2 separate regions of the Mus musculus genome follow, and region 1 is linked to region 2. A link is a contact called in public ChIA-PET data. All regions are on one chromosome and are shown on one strand. The core of a region is the stretch at or near the end of the contact, and the rest is flanking DNA. Distances in the headings are between cores, read along the strand shown. Region 1 holds the start of Isg20 (interferon-stimulated protein). Region 2 holds the start of E430016F16Rik (RIKEN cDNA E430016F16 gene).

Evidence for each region. ChIA-PET counts read pairs in DNA pulled down with a chosen protein or histone mark.
Region 1: a contact with region 2 is called in an RNA polymerase II ChIA-PET map of memory CD8 T cells, with 58 read pairs. The contact joins the promoter of Isg20 here to the promoter of E430016F16Rik in region 2. A contact is called at or near these places in 6 of 39 promoter capture datasets (the C10 cell line, hematopoietic stem and progenitor cells, hippocampal neurons and 2 more), 2 of 484 Hi-C or Micro-C datasets (CD4 T cells and Th1 cells), 3 of 115 datasets of contacts at active chromatin or transcription factors (CD8 T cells, effector CD8 T cells and memory CD8 T cells) and 1 of 9 other capture datasets (liver).

The regions. Positions count from the first base shown.
Region 1 is chr7:78,912,337-78,915,036 of GRCm38.p6, reverse strand. Isg20 (interferon-stimulated protein) reads right to left here and starts at 1,272. Exons shown (of 4, transcript NM_020583.5): 1 at 995-1,272; 2 at 463-715. The coding sequence starts at 690.
Region 2 is chr7:78,716,921-78,719,620 of GRCm38.p6, reverse strand. It overlaps E430016F16Rik (RIKEN cDNA E430016F16 gene), which reads left to right and starts at 1,401. Exons shown (of 11, transcript NR_015542.2): 1 at 1,401-1,541.

The DNA of each region.
Region 1 (2,700 bases), core at 23-2,522, 200 kb before region 2:
CCGTGTCCTACATGTCTGGAAGACATGGACACAAGGTTAAAGGGTAAGAACCTCGGGCCTCAGTGGCCCAGAGCACGCAGTCTGGGAACACAGTCTCCTTCAGCCCAGGAGCCTCTGGCCTCTGAGTCAGAGCCAGCTCAGCCTCAGAACCTCATTTCACAGGCTCACCAGAGCAGTGCGATGTAGAAGAGAAGGAACATCAGGTGGGACTCAATGTCCCCATCATAAGACCGGAAAGTTGGACCAGAAAGATGCCCTGAAAACAGCTGCAGATGGGAGCCTAAGATTCTCTGGTGGTGGGGAGACTAACTTAGTTGAGGGCTGTGATAGGGAGACCCAGAGTCCTTCCCTCCCTCAAATATGTGAGAAATTCCTCATGGGAGAGTCACAGACCACAGACCCTAGGAAGGAGCTGAGGTGGAAGGACAAATGTGCCTCGACTCCTGCTCCTTCTTCACTTACCTCTAGCCTGGCTTCACCAAATGGCGTGGCCCTCACCATGTGCTGAGGCGTGACCCCGCTGACTTGGGTTCTGTAGTCCGTGATCTCTCCCTCGGGTCGGATGTACTTGTCATACAGGACTGCGCCATGGATGTTCACAATGCTGCAGCGGGCGAGGCCACTCACCCTTTGAGGCCCAAGCCCCACCATCTCACAGTCCATGGCCACCACCTCTGGGATGCCTGCCATGCTCCTTGGCGACCCTCAGAAAGCCCTGGAGGATGGGGAGGTGGGGGGTGGGGGAGAGCCAGGCTGTCAGTCAAGAACCAACAGCCCTCCAGGCATCCTGGGCCACCACCCTGCCAAACTACACCCTGAGCCCTGCCCATTATCTCCAGTGCCACCTGGCAACAGAAGCTGGCCTCTTGCCAGCCTTCAGCTTCTGTGTGCTATAGGTCCCAGAGCTTGCTGGTCCTGTCTGGCTGTCCCACCTCGAAGCCCCCTCCCATTGCCTCCCAGTTTGGGCAGCTATGTGGTTGGTACCTGCTCTCACCTGTCTCAGTGCCCTGGGTTCTCTTCTGCCCCTCTGTTTCCACTTCTCGGCTACTTCAGTCACTTTGGGAAGTGACTCATCTCTAACGGGGAGCCTGCCTGTTTTAGTTTCAGTTTCTGGTTCATTATCAAGGGAAGTTGAGGAGTGGGGGCAGGCCTTGTAGCCTGGGCTGTTCCATCTCCTCAAGGCTGGCCAGGTAAGGGGGCTGGCAGGTTGAGTCAGGGCTGGTGGCCGCGTCAGGCTGTCCCTCCTCTGGCCCTGCCCTACTCCTCCCTTTCGGATGACGTGTCTGACGTGGACGGAGTGGATTGCAACATCTTTCTTTGCTTTTCTCACCCTCCACCCAGAGAATAAACATCTCCGGGATTGGAGCCTGGGGAAGGTCCCACAACTTCTGGGACCTGCTGTCAGTGTGCTACCCTGGGAGGTTTTCTGAGGACAGAGCAAGCAGTTCTTGAGATGCTGGTACCATTAACTGGGAAGGGCAGCAAGGGGTTGGGGGAGGAGGAGGGTCTAGTCCTTGGTGCCTCATTGGGCAGAGACTCTACCTGGGAGAGTTGACAAACAGCAGCAGACCTTTAGAGGGCCTCAAGCCAGGCTGTTCTTCCTCCTGGGTTCTAGTCTCCTGGGCTGGGACTTAGAATCCTTAGAGTGATACCTATTATTAGGTCCAAAAGGAAAAATTCCAAGAACCCTCCCCAGCCCCCTGAAATAAAGGGCAGGCCCACTGTCTTTGTCCAAAATGACAGTCTGGCCCGCAGCTCAAGCTGGACTATAGGGTTTCTTGTGTATAGCTCAAAGTTCTCACAAAGAGTTCCTCAGAAACCTGTCAGAACAGTTCTGTGGGTCCACATGACAGCCCATGCTAGCCTGCAGACTCCTTCACATGACACATGTTCACATGTACCTGTTCTGCACTGGCCTTCTGACCCCTCTCACCTCCCTGACTCCTCCGCTCTGCTAGCTCCCAGGCCCTTCCACCTCAGCCCCGTCCGTTTTCCTTAAAACCAGCAATATCCCCACTCTACCCCCTGCCGCTCTTACTATTCTCTTCTCTAGCTCCCCACTCCTATTTTCTCTGCTCCTGAGAGATGGTCCTGTCCATGGGCAGGCAGTCTGCTGCTTTTCCTCTCTGCTCTGGACTCTTCTGGATGCCCCTGGCTGGTCTCTCATAGCGACAAGAAAACTCCTCCCCTGAATCATGGAGCCCCTGTTGCTTATTCCTAACACGCAGGGAACGTTCAGTATTCTAATAAACAAACTGAGGTATGCGCGGATCAGAAACAGACTCAGCTTTCTAAGAGGGGAGCGCTTGCAGAACACACCAGAGAGAGAGAGGCCAAAGGAAGAATATATATGGATCTGCATTCGCTTTGCCACTCGGGGAGATAAAACACAGAGGCGCTAGGCTATGTTCCTTTCTCTCCGCTGGGGTGCGGGGCTTGTGGGTCATACCGCTCAGGGGAGAGGAAATGAAACCTAAGATAGGGGCCCCAGTTCATTGTCACTGGGTCGGAAACTGTGGTTCTCAAACTCCTGGGCATGGAAACCCCAAGAGTTGAAGGGATGAGGGTGGGGTGGGGCTAAAAACAGGGAATCCGGCTTAGTTTCAGACCTGCTTCGGAGACTTGAGCACTGCTCTGTAGGACAAAGGCTTGCCCCCCGGGGCGGTCCTTGAAGGAAACAGCCATTGCTTGTCCAAACTG
Region 2 (2,700 bases), core at 152-2,651:
ACATTAATTTTTACATTTCCCTGCCCTGGAAGCAGCCTAAGTATAGCTTCCTTCACATGATAGGGTCTTCACTGTGACTCCCAGGGTCACACGGGGCTTGGAGAGAGTTCTTCCTGAGGTTGGATCTGGAGAATATAGTAACTGTATCCCACAGAGATGGCTTCGGTCCGTTTTGCTTTTTGAGTTCTTAAGTCTGCTTTTTATAGTTTGCTGTCTCTTTCTGTGCTCTCAGGCTGTCAACTGTCACTTCCTGCAGCTGTCAGCCTGGCTTTCTCTTTCTTGAGACTCACCACTATCGGCATCTTCCCCGCCCCCAGTGCGCACACACACACACACACACACACACACACACACACACACACAGAGGGAGATTCCATTCTGATTCAGGATTACTTAGAGTCAGTGGGCTTGACTCATCCAATCTGTAAAGCAGCCACCCCCTAACCTGAGAGCAGCCCCTGATCTGGTGACATCAGCTTCACCTGGGAACTCCTTAGAGATGCCCATTCCTCCGGTCCTGTTCCAGACTTGCCTAATCAGAATCACTGGAGTGGGGTGGGAAGGGTAGAACAAGCAATCTGTATTTACCAAGCTGTCTGGTGATTTAGGTGTCTCTCAGTTGGAGAAATAGCCCATAGGAAAGGGAAATAAGGTCCGAGGGAAGGCTTACGGCGCTGCACGTGGTTCAGAGAATCAGTCTATGTTCTGTGTCCAATCTAGAGACTTCTGTGTCTTTCTGGGTTCTGGGCTGTGTTCAGTGCTATTGGACAGTTTCAGGATAGCTGAATTGTAGGAAGGTGTGATGTTGTGCATGTGTGTCAGCCTAGTACATACAGAGAATGAGTAAAGGATAGAGAGAGAAAAGCCAGGCTCTGCAGAGAGGCTTGTCTTAGCTCCTAGAATCTTCCGTGTGTGGCTTAGCCTCAGAATCCTGGTTGCAATCCACCAGCTCAGAGTCCTACCAGTCTTCAGGTAGAAGGAGGAGCTCCTGGGTTTCGCCTGTGAATAGTGTGCCTAAGGCTCAGACCAAGTGTCAGGAACACTCTGAGAGTTACCAGCTGGTGGAGACTCTGCCAGAGACTCTCCACGCGGAATTTTTCAGGCGGACAGCTGGGATATGTGTGGGAGCCTCAGAGATGCATGGATTTGGGTTTGTAAACACAGGCCTGTTAAATTTAGGGCGGGCCTCGGGCCTAGGAGAGCTCCGTAGCATCATTTGGCAACTGTTGCCCATATTGAGTGGTTTAAAAACCCTGCTTATTCCTTATATAGTAGGAGGCCTGTTTTAGCACAGCTTGTCATCAGAGGGGAGGGTCTTGGCACAGGAGTTGAACACCCACTGTGTGCCAGGTGCTCTGCATAAACCATGCCGTTTTGACTGCTGCGTATTCAGGGGCTGAGGCTTATCAGCTCTGCTTACTGAGAGCAAAGGTCTAGACCTAAGAAATCTCAGTCATGGTGTTGGATGTGCCTCAAGGATGGATGCAAGAGGACCACCTCCTGTGTAGTGGAGAAGGGCAACCGGCAGATGGCATGTAGTGGTAAGGATCCTCTGTCCATAGTGAGAACCCGATACCATCCATAGAAGCCGGGCCAAAGAACTGGCCAAACTGCCTAGTTTCCTTGTGTTACTGCTTGTCAGAAAAAGACATCTGGAGTATGATCCCACAGGATGCTCTTCAAATTCAAGGCTTTGCTGGACAAATCACTTTGGGAATTGTCATAAAGCTTTATTCTCCCCTTGGAGATTGTGAGTTACTTGTGGTAAGCAGGGTTAACCAGCCAAGCAGACAGAGATGATCACTATAAAGAGATGCTGGGAACTGGCTTTGTGGTGGTGCGGGCTGGCAGGGAAAGGTTGACGTCCCAAGGGCAGGCTGCACCTCTCTGCCTGCATCAAGGGCGATGCTGTCTGTGAGTGGGACCCTTCCACCCACCTTTGTGGGGAGACTTCCACTCTACTGTTAGGGCCTTTGGAGCCACTGAGTCCAGTCAACCCAGGTATCCTTTACTCAAAACTAGCTTATTGTAGAATTAACTACACCTATCAAATTTTCCTGGAAACACCTAGGGAAGCATTTGACATTGGCATCTAAGATTGATCACTACAATTATGGTTTAGACCTTAGATATACCCCGAAGGCTTGTTGAAGGCTTTGTGGCAGTGTTTGGAGCTAGTAGAGTCTTTAGTGTGGAGCTCTGTAGAAAGGCATCAGGTTCATAGGGTTCTGCCCATGAAAGTGTGATTGGTATCTCAGTCCCTTTCTTTTCATCTCTGCTTACTGGCTGCCACCGGTGAGCAGCCTCCTCTGCCCTGATGATTTCTGTGCCACAGGCCTGAAGCAAGTGAACTGAGCCACTGTGGACTGAAACCTCAGAATGCATGCATGCATTGAAACACTCTTGTACATTGAGTGCCTCAGGTATTTAGACACAGTGAGACAGAGATGACTGGCCAGTAGAATACCAGATGTAGCACAGAAGTCTTCTCCAAAAAGACATCTTGATTTTGGTGAATCTCTTCCCTCCTAAAGTTGCCCTGCCTGCTCTCCCATTTTACAAACCCGTAACAGAACAGCCATGTGTGCCAGAGTTCCACACAGCGCTTAGGAGATTGCTGGCCTGAGCTTCCTGGCCCTACCTCAACCCGAGACCCTGGAAGAGCTCAGACGCTAAACAATTCAGTCTTTGGTGATTCAG